Regions from separate parts of the Sus scrofa genome. Here regions 1 and 2 are each linked to region 3. Evidence: chromatin contacts called from public Hi-C data. All regions are on one chromosome and are shown on one strand. The core of a region is the stretch at or near the end of the contact, and the rest is flanking DNA. Distances in the headings are between cores, read along the strand shown. Region 1 holds the start of PPOX (protoporphyrinogen oxidase). Region 2 overlaps NECTIN4 (nectin-4). Region 3 overlaps CFAP126 (protein Flattop).

Region 1 (4,044 bases), core at 1,125-3,624, 170 kb before region 3:
CTCCCCACTTCCCTTGATCTGTGGTAGTGATGATGACCGAGCCAACCTAATGTGGAAGCGTTACCTGGAGCGAGAGGACAGCAAGATTGTGGGTATGGAACAAGACAAAGTGATGGGGGAAAATTCATGTGTGGGGGTGAAGACTTGGCAGGAAAAAATCAAGACTGTCGAGGGGTCTGGGAATAAGATGATGAAAATGTGGAAAAGTTAAGAGGGGAGAGTTAAGAGGGGAGAGTTGGCGATGGGAAAGAAGGGTCAGGCAAAGGGCTGGGAAGCGACAGGAATGCCAGAAAGCATCTCGGGCATCCCACAGTGACTTTTTCTCCTGCCCCTTTGCTTCTATCTAGACCTGTTTGTGGGCCAGTTGAAAAGTTGTCTCAAGTGCCAGGCCTGTGGGTATCGCTCCACGACCTTCGAGGTTTTTTGTGACCTGTCCCTGCCCATCCCCAAGGTGGGATTCCAGAGGATTCCGGGGGTGGATGGGACATGGGTTCTATGACCCAACCCTACCCACCCCCAGTGTGGGAGGGAACCATGTGGGTCTCTGGAGAAGAATCGAAGCTTGGGTTAATTGAGAAGAGTTGGAAAAGGAAATTCAGAACATGCTGACCCTTCACTCCCCTTTCCCCCCAGAAAGGATTTGCTGGGGGCAAGGTGTCTCTGCGGGATTGTTTCAGCCTTTTCACCAAGGAAGAAGAGCTAGAATCGGAGAATGCCCCAGTATGTGGAGGTTCACAAGGGATATAGTAAGGGTGGGATACCGGAGGTGGGGGAGGCTCCATGTGGGTAAAAGGGGTTGCATGATGCCTTAGTATGAGGAGTAACACTTATATGTAAAGATTTGTGTAGGAGTATTTTTCAGATATGTCCTGATCTGTCAGGGCAAAGGGCAGTGGCCCAGAGAACACAGAAGTAATAGGGAGCACAGTAAATTTATGTGAGTCAGGGTATTGGAAAAGACAACGGAGGTGAGGAGCACATTAACCTTATAACATTATTTGACATTTATTCAGGTGTGTGACCGATGTCGGCAGAAAACACGAAGTACTAAAAAGTTGACAGTACAAAGATTCCCCCGAATCCTCGTGCTCCGTATCCTAATCTTCAAATTCTTATTTCTCCCATTCATTCTTTTTCCTCATTCTCCAAGTTTGCAGAGGCTGGACATTTGGGGATTCGGTTTGCCTTAGGAAAAGGCTGCCACTCCATCTTTCCCTCCTGTGCTCCCAGTGTGTGTTCAGGGAGGGGAGTAGACAACATTCAGTTCCCCAGCCCCCTCAGAGGCCCTCTGCCTCCCAAATTCTCCTTAACCAGAACTTAGATCTTAATCGATTTTCTGCCTCCCGAGGCTCCATTAAGAAAAGTTCAGTAGGTGTAGACTTCCCACTGCAGCGACTGAGCCTAGGGGACTTTGCCAGTGACAAAGCCGGTGAGTCTGGGAAGGAGGGTCCTGAGGAGTTCCATGAAGGGGAGGGAGAGAATGGCGGAGCAGGGCACAGCTCTAACTATAGAATTTGGTCATCTCTAACCCTGAAGGAAGCCCCATATATCAGCTGTATGCCCTTTGCAACCACTCGGGCAGCGTCCACTATGGCCACTACACAGCCCTGTGCCGGTGCCAGACTGGTTGGCATGTCTACAATGACTCTCGGTGAGAACAGCCTTGCCCCATTCCTGCTGCAGCCTTGACACCTTTCCCCAGTATGAAGAAGCCCCAGGAGACAGTGCCTACTGAAAGGAGATGTGGGATTGGGGGTGTGGGGGCGGTGTCTTTCCTAGGCACCACCCGGATACTGTGATGTTGATCTTGTGGGGAGGAGGGTCTATACAGGAAAGATCACACCTCCTTCCCCATCTCCCTTCTTCCTAGTGTCTCCCCTGTCAGTGAAAACCAGGTGGCATCCAGTGAGGGCTACGTGCTGTTCTACCAACTGATGCAGGAGCCACCCCGGTGCCTGTGACCTCCCTTTTAATCCCTGGCACCTGTGAAATCCTTTCAACACCCTTAAGCCCCAGGCTCCCCATTTACCTCAGAGACGTCTATTTTTGTGTCTTTTTAATCGGGGAGGGGGGAGGGGGTGGTTGTACCTCCTATTATTTTTTTTATTAAAAAGTACCCTTCCACCTGGAGGCTCCCTTGTCTCCCAGCCCCATGTACAGAGCTCCCTAGGCCCTGCCCGTGTACAGTCCCCACACCCTCTGCAGTCTCACTTTTTTGTGAATAAATTTATTAAGAAAAAAAATGATGTTCTTTGTATTTGTGCCTAGCGAGTGGAGATATAGAACTGGGCCGAATGGGTAGTTTTCCTGGCACTCAGTTCCCTTTCTAAACGATGGGGGGCGCTCGGAGCCGTGAGGCTGAGGGTGGGGATGGGGATGCAGGATCGGGACGCGTTGATGCCCAAGTTTGCCAAAGCGGTGAAGGTTTACATTGGGAGGAAATGAAGGCTGCAGGGAGGCCTGGATCCAGAGTGCAGGCACTGGGTCGACGGGGTTTGCCGGCGTAGGGGCCTGCCCCGCGAGAGCAAAGCACCCAAGGACCCCTGTTGACAAACACGGTACGTTGCCGGGGCGCCCTAGCTCCCGTAGGCCCAGGCTGTTGCTAACATCAAGGAGCTGTTTATGGAGCCACCTCCCCGGGGACCAGCCTCCAGTGTCCCTGTCTACTCTCCCTACAACCAAGACTCATGAGGACCTTCCTCCAGGGTTCCAACCCTAGCTGGACCTGGCAAACTTGAGCTGGGGAATGTTAACCAGGATTCTGCTCTTGCCGCTCCAGCCCTGAGGGGAGGGCAGTACCGAATATGGCCGCTCTCTCCAACCTGGCACCGAACCGGTTAACCTCCAGCTCCCCGGCCTTCTACAAGGGTTGCCCCACCGCCTCTGAGGGAGGAGGAGTCGCTGCCGGTTCAGTGTTTTCATTGGTGAATGTGATCCGGGGCCTTCCAGAACCCACCAATCCGGGAGCAGGAAAGGTAAGGTTAGGATCGTGCCGCGAGAATAGTGTGGACGGAGAGTCGGAGAGACCGAAAATCTTGGGGGCGGAGGCCGCGGACTGAAAACACTAGGCCTAGCGAGGGGTGGGAGAGAAAACGCGCTTCTTAGCCCTGGCGGCCAGTCGGTGCCCCCAGCCCTGTGCTGGCAGATAGCGTGGGTGTGGCCCTTATCCACTTCCCCGCGGAGCCGGCTGGGTGATGTCTTGAGACCTCTACCTCCTCCTCCCCTCATTTTTCTTGTCCCTCTCGTGGGTGAGTCCGAGGCCCTGGGCGGGGACCTCACAGTTCCACCACCCCATCCCCGAGCCCTTAGTTTCCCCTAAAGCAATGAATGGCCGAGGATGGAATGCGGAACCCGCAGGGTGTCTGGAGAACAGGGTGCTTCTGGTCAGCCTGTCCATATCGCCTTCTCTACCCTAGGCTTCCCCATGGGCCGGACCGTGGTCGTGCTGGGTGGAGGCATCAGCGGCCTGGCCGCCAGTTACCATCTGAGCCGGGCCCCTTGTCCCCCCAAGGTGAGTGCCTCCACCGACCCGGAGGGAGCTTCCTTTAATATTCCTCTCCCATTTCCAGCACGAGGTAATGCGCTGACCCTTTCGCCTCCTGATCCTTTACCCCGCTGCAGTGTGTTTCTGATTTGTCCCCAGGTGGTCTTGGTGGAGGGCAGCGAGCGCCTAGGCGGCTGGATCCGCTCAATACGAGGGCCAGATGGTGCTGTTTTTGAACTTGGACCTCGAGGAATTCGGCCTGCTGGAGCCCTGGGAGCCCGGACCCTGCTCATGGTGAGCGGCTTGTGGAACGCCTAGGAGAGGCTGTGGAGGGGCCTTCACTAGAGCGTAGTGTCAAGGGAAGGAAGTAGCTTTGGTGGTCAGTCATTTCCCTAGTTTCTTCTCTTCTTGGGATCATGTGGAGAGCAGGTTTCTGAGCTTGGTTTGGACTCAGAAGTGTTACCTGTCCGGGGAGACCATCCAGCTTCCAAGAACAGGTTCCTGTATGTAGATGGTGCCCTGCATCCCCTGCCCTCTGGCTTCAGGTAACACTACCACCT
Region 2 (4,026 bases), core at 117-2,616, 240 kb before region 3:
CTTCTAGCACCCTGCTTTGACCCATCATAGGAATTTACAACCACAGATTGTAGTTGCTGTTTTCTTGTCTGCCTCTTCCACCAGACTGAGAACCTTAGGTATAGAAACTGGGTCTCACATCACATAGCGAAACATGGTTTCTGGGGTTGTGCTCAGTGTGTGCCTTCCTGGCATATAATCGACACTCAATTAATGTTTATTGACTGACCAAATCTGTGAATGAGTGGGTGAATGAATGAATGAGACAGACGGAAGAAAGAAAGTGTAGATCGAGGAGGAATAAGCAGTCGAGTTGGGCTGGGCAGGGAGGGGGTTGGCATAGCAACCGGAGGGGTGGAAACAGGATAGGCTGGCTAGTAGGGTTCTCTGCCAATGTGTGTACCTCCAGACTGGACACAGGGAGAAGGAAGGGGATGAAGGGGGGCAGGCATGGGGGGAGAAAGCAAACCCCACTAGAGTGGACCAGGTAGTTCCAGTGAGGCAGAGCATGAGGCAGAGGAAGGGGGTCCCATGGCCCTGCTGGCAGGGGAGGAGGAAGGGAGGATGCTGTTGAGAGCTGGGAGGGCCCAAACAGGACGGGACAGACCTGCAGGGCCAGATACCAGGGCCCTGACCTGCCTAAGCTGATGTTGGTCCCACCCTGCCCAGCCTGGGAGTCCAGCTAACCACCCGCACCCCTCCCAGGCACCTCCTCCTGGCACTGGAGGGAGCAGGGCTGCCAAGGAAGGGCTGTAGGTGGGCTTGAGATAGGGGCTTCCTGGTTGATCCTCTGCTTCAAACACTAGCATCCATGCAGGCCAGAGGGAGCCCAAGCCCTGCTCCCCTGGGACACTCAAACCCTTCCAAAGACTACTTCTGGGACAATGTCAGATGGCATAGTTTCCATCCCCATCCCTACTCTGGCCAACCAGCGGGCCCCTTCCCACCACTGATTGCCTACATTGCCCCCCGAAATGTACCTTCTCAGGGCATCCAATCCTCCTCATCCCTACCTGTGGGTCCAAGATCCCTGTTGTCCCAAATGATAAGGCCAAGCTTTGCAGGATGAGGAACCCAAGTAAAACAGGAAAGTCCCTCCTGGGTCCCTCCCCCAGCCCCCCATTGTCCTAAATCCACTATTTAGTGGGAGCTTCTCAGCTTGAGCAATCTCCTCCTTCAGTTACACACACACACACACACACACACACACACACACACACACACACACTGCAAGAGAAGGAAAAGAGAACTTGGGCTCTAGAATCCCTGTCCTGGGCTCCCTGGACCCAGAAGCTCAGACTCCCAGGGTAGGGCAGGCCAGGACTGCCTCCTCCTTCTCTCCCCCACCCAGTGCCCGCCCGGCGTCAGCATGATGATGTCACCAGAGCCAAGGAGACACACCGCCTGCCTGGTGAGGTCACCCTGCGGGCATGTAGTGGCCAGGCCAGGCCCACAGACCCTTCTGCTGCAAATTGTTTGCTGAGGCTGGTGGACTCGGCTGGCTGGGTGTTCCTCCCTCTGACCCTCCCCAACCCTCCTCCTGGGAGCACCAGAACGCTGGTCAGGAGGCTTGGTGATTCAGCCCCTGCTGCACAGCAGGCCTAGCCACAGCCGCCACCAGCCACCACCTTGCGCAAGGGAGAGAACAGGCCTAACTGGCCGGACGGGATCCCTGCCCTCAGCCTCCCCCACCCCTGGCCAGGCCCCCATGGGCCTCTTTGGGGCCCTGCCCTCTGTGTACCCCGCCTGCTCCCAGACAGGCCCTCCGTTTCTGGCTTGGGCTGGCTGCCTGCTCCCCGCCCTGTGCCTGGGTCCTAACTTTCCTATCTGCATGAGGCCCAGCCTCTGAGCTCAGGAGGGGAAACTGAGGCTGGCAGGTGCCAATAAAAGCCTCTCCGGGGAGTTCCGGTTATGGCTCAGTGGTAACGAACCTGACTAGTAAACATGAGGATGCAGGTTCGATCCCTGGCCTCGCTCAGTGGGTTAAGGATCTGGCATTGCTGTGGCTGTGGTGTAGGCTGGCAGCTGCAGCTCCGATTTGTCCCCTAGCCTGGGAACTTCCATGTCTTCCATATGCTGCACGTGCAGCCCTAAAAAGCGCACACACACAAACACCCCCCCACACACACACACACACTCCAGGGAAGGAGGCTTTTCTTTCTGAGGGGTCTTTCTCCATCAGCATTAGTGCCTATAGGGGTACAGGAAGGGGTTCTTAGAGACGGGCCTCTGAGGAGGAGGAAGGGAATAAGCATGAGCCTTTTGTGTCTGAATGTACATCTTTGGGTGAGGGGGGGCCTGGTGAGTCTCAGTGCTGGTTGCCATGCTTGAGAGGCTCTTTGCATGAACTTGCAGATGTTTTGCACACATATGTGTTCCTGTCTCATCTTCAGCAGCGTGCGTGTCTCGTCTGCATCCAGAAGGAGCTATGGAATGGTGTGTGTGCGCGAATGTGCACACATAGTAAATATTTTGATGTCGGTTTCTCTTGGCTTCCGCATGGCTGTCTGCCTCAGCTGCCTTTGGTCAGCGGTGTGTGGCTCTGCGCCTTTGCCTCTGCGCCTGTCTGGAGTGTCGCCCGGGCATCCCTCCCCCCTTCCCTACCTCAGACTTAAGGGCAGATTCATCTCAGGTGGAGGTACCCAGAGATGAGGTCACTGTCCCTCCGGGTGATGGGAAATTGCCATCAAGGACTCCCCAGCAGAACAAAACAAAAGCTCTCTCTATCCTTGCTCCTCAGGTTCCTACTAGAAGGACCCCCACCCCCACCCTTTTCACCCCCTAGCCACGCCCTAGGGCCCCCCAACTCCTTTGGCCCCCCAAGGAGGCCTCTCCCTGGGAATCTCTGTCAGACCTCTGCTGCTGCCACCACCAGAAAAACCAGCTCTAGCTCCAGGTCTGGGGTGAGGGTTGTCTGGTGTAGGTTTGGGGTGGGGGGGAAGCCTGCCTGGGGCTAGAGGGAGGGGTCCAAGCTGTCTAGGGTCTCATTCTCCTTTGTTTATTAACTCTTGCCTCCCCTCACCCCACAGCTACAGCTTCCATCAGAGAGAGCTGGAATACTCAGGCAAGCTTGGGGTAAGAAAGGAGGGGAGGGGAGCCCTGAAGCCCCCACCATTCAGGACAGGTGACATAAACAACCCAGCACATTTTTTTCTTCCATCCTTCCCCCTAGTAACCTTGGTCTTGGAGTGCTAAGGAACTTTGAAAACCGGCAGATTTTCCCTCTGTCTTCATCCACCTCCCTTGCTTACCCCCCATTGTCCTAAGCCCCCCAGCTTAGTGAGAGCTTCCCAACCCTGGGCAAAGCGCCCACCACAGATTAGTGGCTGGGGAGGGGGGCCACACCAATCACAAAAGGAGGTGAGAACAATGGGGGAGGACAGGCCTTGAGGCAGCCCCAGCTCTGGCCCAGACACAGCTCCCAGCACAGATAAGTCCCCTAAACCCCCCGGAGCCAGAGTCTGAGCCTGGCTGAGTCACCACAACAGCCACACTGTGGGTGGGAGACCCAGAATTCAGCTTCTCCCAAACTCCTGAGATCCTAACCCTCCCCTCCAGTCCTGACAACCAAGCCCCCACATCCACCCCCTCACAACCCTGCAAGTGTGGCCAGCTTTGCCCCACCCCAAATCACAGCCTCAACCCAGCTCTCAGGACTCGCCATTCAGTTTCAAAGGCAAGGGGGGAGGAGGGTGGCTTGAAAACCAAGGGGAAATCTTCTGAGGTCAGAGGCTCCCTGGTCCAGCGAGAGAGAGTGATCCTGACCATCCCCTGCACAGCCCTCCCCCAAGAGGCTTGGTGGCTGACCCTGGGTCTGAACTTGACCTTTGCATTTTTGATTCCGTTCCCAGATCCATCTCTAGGCTGCTCTCCTCCCTTCCCTCCTGACTCAGCTCCCCACCCCACCCCCATCCCTTTGCTCTGCCTAGATTTTGGTCAGCACTGGGGCAAGTTTGGAAGGCCAGAAAGCCCAGGCATCTCTCCTCACTAGGCCTGTTCTCCATGGGGGCTAGGCCCTCTTCACTTTGTCTGGAGGACCCCTGGAGG
Region 3 (4,638 bases), core at 1,664-4,163:
CTGGCCTATACCACAGCTATAGCAATGCCAGATCCTTAACCCACTGAGCGAGGCCAGGGATCGAAGCTGCATTCTCATGGATGCTAGTCAGATTCGTTTCTGTTGTACCACAGTGGGAATACTGAAAACCACAAGTACTGAATTATCAAACACATAAAAATTTTTAGCAGCATTAGTACTTAATAGTGTCCTGGTGGATCCTTCAGTGGCTTGGTGGAAGGCAAGGTGGGCATTAAAGCTCCCCCTTTACAATAAGGAGTCTAAAGTTTAGGGAAGTTAGGTGACCCCCCACAAGTTCACACAGTTAATTCTTTACGAAAGGAAGACTACAATCCAACTTTCCTCTATTTAATAAATAAGATATAATTTATCACACATCTAAATGTTACAGTGAATCAGACTCAAAAGGGGAGGAGTAAAAGGCATGTGTGCTTTAAATATAGCCAGGAAAACAGTATGATTTTCAATAGGGTGATGCAGTAGAACATCTCTTTTGTAAATGATAAAGCACCACCTTTAATCACATTCCAAGTCTTGCCTCTGACTTTCATTTACACCCAAATCATCCTCCAGTGGCATGAATCTTCATTCCTGGAGACAGGTTAACTGGGCAACACATAGGCAGACAGACCAGAATGGCATTTTCCACACAGGTGCTACGGAGGAAAAGAGGAGGCTCTCCCAGCCAGGTTTTATAGTTGCCAGAAAGCATCGGGACAGAAATTACAAGGTGGTTTTGATGTCTCTCATGAAGGGTTCTGGATAAAGTAAATGTAACACTGATTCCCAAACCTGAATTTTAGAACCATGACCAAAACTAAACAAACAAACAAAAAAAACTGTAGATCAATTTCACTTACTGATACAAAAATCTTATATAAAATGTCAGCAAGCAGAATCCAATAGTGTGTTAAAAATTTGTATCATGACCAAGTAGATAATACTCCATGGATGCAAAGATAGTCAAAAGAAATCTATTAATGTAGTTTATCATATTAATTGATCCAAGGTAAAAAAAAATGTATGCTTATCTTCAAAGATGCATTATAAGTTTATAACAACAAAGTAAAAAGACAATGGGAAAAAAGTTATAACTTATATCACAAAGTTAATAATATCTTTGATTTTAAAAAAAACAACAGGAGTTCCTTTGGTGATACAGTAAGTTAAGGATCCAGCATTGTCACTGCAGTGGCTCAGGTTCTATCCCTTTGTCCAGAATTTTCCCATGCCATGAGTTCAACCAGGAAAACAAAACAAAAACTTATAAAATACTAATAACCCTATAGAAAAAAACTGGGCATAATCAGGCATATCACAGAGAAAGAAATACAAAAAGATGAAATTATGTTCAACATTGCTCATAATTTTTTTTCTTTTTCTTTTTAGGGCTTCACCCATGGCATATGGAAGATCCCAGGCTAGAGGTCTAATTGGAGCTGTAGCCACTGGCCCACACCACAGCCACAGCAATGCCAGATCCAAGCTGCATCTGCAACCTATACCACAGCTCACGGCAACTCGGGATCCTTAACCCACTGAGCAAGGCCAGGGATTGAACCCGCAACCTCATGATTTCTAGTTGGATGCGTTTCCACTGAACCGCAATGGGAACTCCCTTCTGATTTTTTTTTTTTAATGGAAATTTTAAAAATGGAGATAGCATATGAGAGTATGTATATACATCCAAAACTTTGATAACATGCTCTGTTTGTCAGTCTGTGAGGAAACAGGCTTTTTTTTTGAGGGGGGCACAACCCTGGCATATGGAAGTTCCCAGGCTAGGGGTCAAATCAGAGCTATATCTGTGCCCTATACCACAGCCACAGCAACGCAGGTCTGAGTCACGTCTACAACCTACACCACAGCTCACGGCAATGCCAGATCCTTAACCCACTGATGGAGGATCAAACACACTTCTTCATGGATATCAGTTAGATTAGTTACCACTGAGCCACAAGGGGAACTCCTCAGTGTCTTTTTATTAAGCAATCCCACTTCTAGAAATCTATCCCAAAGCTATTCTGGCAAATAAATAAATAAATAAGAAAAGAAATGTGCACTATTAAATGTAGCATTATTTGTAACAGCTACAGGCTGGAAACAACCCAAATGTCTATCAGTAATAACCATGGTATCTCCACACAATGGAGTACTATGCAGCCATAAAAAGTAATGAGGAAGATGCTGCTCTGGAGCAATCTCCAAGAAATACTTGTAAGTGAAAAGAGCAAGATGTAGCACATGTGAGTAGTGTCCTATTATGTTCAGATATAAATATGTGTTTCTAACAGAAAAACGATGGAAAAATAAGAGATATTTTTCTCCCTTTAGGGAGAGAGAAAAAATAAAGTGGAAAGACTTTAAATAAAGTGGAAAAGGGCAGAAGATAAACTTCTTTGAATATACCTTGTTTTGCAGAGTTTCCTTCCTTCCTCCCTCTTTCTTTCTTTCTTTCTTTCTTTCTTTCTTTCTCCCACACTCTCAGCATATGGAAATTCCCCAGAGGTCAGGGATGAAATCCGAGCCACACCCGAGACCCACACAGCAGCTGCAGTGATGCCAGATCCTTAAACCACTGAACCACAGCAGGAAATCCCATAGTTGATTTTAGAACCATGTAAATATTTTACATAATTATAAAATAAAATTAAGTAAAAACAAAAGTAATTCCTAAAATAAACCAATAAATTATCACAGTAGTTTTTTATAAAGAGATAGTTGGCTAAATACAAACGCTATATAAATGAGTTAATACCTCTGCTCCCTCTCAACATCACAAATTTCATACCCAGTTTTCTTTCTTAAGGCTAAGTCTCCCTCTAGTGGAGATTAGTTTTACAACTAGTCCCCCCCACACCCTACACTGACTGTCTCTTGCTGCCAAATCCTTAAATTACATAAGTATTAGAGTCATGAGAAGAAGGACGTAGTGGAAGATGGGATAGCAAAGAGTCAAGGACAGAAGCAAATTTTAGAAGGAAGTGAGGGGTGGGGGGTGTGTGTGGTTTCTGGTGGTGGTGAGAGATATGAGAGGCTCTAAGAGCCAAGAAACTTTGGTTATTCAACTCAGAATGGGGAAGGAACTACAAATTCCTGTTGGAAGATTGCCACCACTTCTGCCCAGAAAGACGTGATTAATATGACAACATCACTGTGTACTCAGGGAAGTAGCTCCCCCCAGGGCATTGCCTTAGGGAGAAACTCTGGCCAGAAATAGTGATGAGTAGATGGGTGATTTTTCCTGAGCCAGGTAAGGTGTGATGGGGGTGAACTCAGGCACCTCGCTCATCTCTCAGGACTTTCCCAGAGTCCCACTGACCATTAAGGTCAGATGTGTGAAAGCTCTGCCTTCTCAGAGACCGATCATGGGGAAAGGCCCTGGCACAGGCTCCCCAGTTCCTGGCAAGGAGAGGAGAGTCAAAGACTAGCCCACATTGAAAGTGGCCTCTGGGGGTATGAGGGGAGAGTCCTGGTGTTCTGGGCTATCCTAGGTCTCATCTGACCTCACATAGCGGAAACTACTGAGGAAAAGTCCTTTAGAGGAGAACCTCTCCTCACATCTGCTCCAATTTCTAAAAGTATGTGCCATTCTTCCTCCCATGCTCTGGCGCACTGTGGTCTTACCCTCTGTAGAGAACTTTTGAGGGTTGCCACCTCAGCATGTATCTCAGTCTCCTCTACAGTTTTTACATAAGAATACAAAAAGAAATGAACACTAAAAAACAGCCTAGTTTTTTAGGTTCATTTTCTGGTCCTCTAAAATCTAACTCCTTAATTCAGCTCTCCTACGTGTCTAGCCTGAGAATACTGTCCAGGAACTTATTCATTTGAATAATCATTTCAGCCCATTGCCACATCTTTCTCTGTTCTGCCTCACTTCCTCCCTTTAAGAGGTGAATTGAGATCCTAGAGGGAAAAAAATGGCCTACCTAGGTGTGGTGACCCTTCCTGAGTGCAAAATATAAGAAACTTGTTGCTAAAGGCCAAGGTTCTTAATGTGACAAAAAGTAACGTGAGCCTTATACAATGAAATATTTTCAGCCTTAGAAAATCGTGAAATTCTGACATACTACTACAACATTGGGTGAGCATTGGATGAGCCCTGAAGATATGCTAAATAAGCCTATCACAAAAAGACACATTCCATTTATATGAAGTACTTAGAGTGATCAAACATCATAGATACAGAAAATAGAATTCTACTGGGGGGCAGGAAGAATCAGTTATTGTTTAATAGTTACAAAGTTTCAGTTTTGCAAGATGAAGAGAATTCTGGAAATTGGTAACAGTGATGGTTGCATAACAATATGAATGTAGTTTAAACAGCACTTTAAAAGAGTTAAGATGGTAAATTTTATGTTACGTGTATTTTACCACAGTAACAAAAAAAAAATTTATGTGGTAATGTGAATTTACTGAAGACAGCCAAGAAGTAATAAAACTAGGCGCCACTGAATGACACTAGGATAAGGTGTCATGTGTCATTTTGACAAGTACCAGGAGGAACATCTCTCTCCAGAGCTCTGTGTCCCTCCTTTGTACATGCATAAATCACTCAAGCATCATTTGTACCTCTTCTCTGAGAACATATTGCCTCAGACCATTCCCAGATTTTACCCTCTTCTTCTGTCAGAA

The links. Hi-C and Micro-C count contacts between places; a contact is called where the count stands out from the background.
Region 1: a Hi-C map of embryonic fibroblasts shows a contact between it and region 3, with 3 times the contacts expected there. The contact joins the promoter of PPOX here to the enhancer-like site in region 3. A contact is called at or near these places in 2 of 5 promoter capture datasets (fetal liver and liver), 3 of 47 Hi-C or Micro-C datasets (embryonic fibroblasts, epiblast stem cells and liver) and 2 of 2 datasets of contacts at active chromatin or transcription factors (alveolar macrophages and skeletal muscle).
Region 2: a Hi-C map of embryonic fibroblasts shows a contact between it and region 3, with 2.3 times the contacts expected there. The contact joins two enhancer-like sites. A contact is called at or near these places in 1 of 47 Hi-C or Micro-C datasets (embryonic fibroblasts) and 1 of 2 datasets of contacts at active chromatin or transcription factors (alveolar macrophages).

What each region holds. Positions count from the first base shown.
Region 1 is chr4:89,287,255-89,291,298 of Sscrofa11.1, reverse strand. PPOX (protoporphyrinogen oxidase) reads left to right here and starts at 2,374. Exons shown (of 13, transcript XR_002343378.1): 1 at 2,374-2,975; 2 at 3,417-3,511; 3 at 3,644-3,778; 4 at 3,914-4,029. USP21 (ubiquitin carboxyl-terminal hydrolase 21) reads left to right here. Exons shown (of 13, transcript XM_001927782.6): 7 at 28-92; 8 at 348-451; 9 at 634-720; 10 at 1,014-1,092; 11 at 1,322-1,429; 12 at 1,537-1,651; 13 at 1,871-2,243. The coding sequence ends at 1,961.
Region 2 is chr4:89,360,156-89,364,181 of Sscrofa11.1, reverse strand. The region is part of intron 1 of NECTIN4 (nectin-4); the gene reads right to left. Among named protein-coding and RNA genes, the nearest start is that of NECTIN4, 5.2 kb to the right of the region's middle. Within about 2 kb of position 1,366, at least 23 of the 83 cell types and tissues checked have an H3K27ac peak or open chromatin away from gene starts, as enhancers often do. A contact at or near this core is called in alveolar macrophages and embryonic fibroblasts, where this site is marked.
Region 3 is chr4:89,118,301-89,122,938 of Sscrofa11.1, reverse strand. All of the region lies in intron 1 of CFAP126 (protein Flattop), which reads right to left. Among named protein-coding and RNA genes, the nearest start is that of CFAP126, 13 kb to the right of the region's middle. Within about 2 kb of position 2,913, at least 12 of the 83 cell types and tissues checked have an H3K27ac peak or open chromatin away from gene starts, as enhancers often do. A contact at or near this core is called in alveolar macrophages and embryonic fibroblasts, where this site is marked.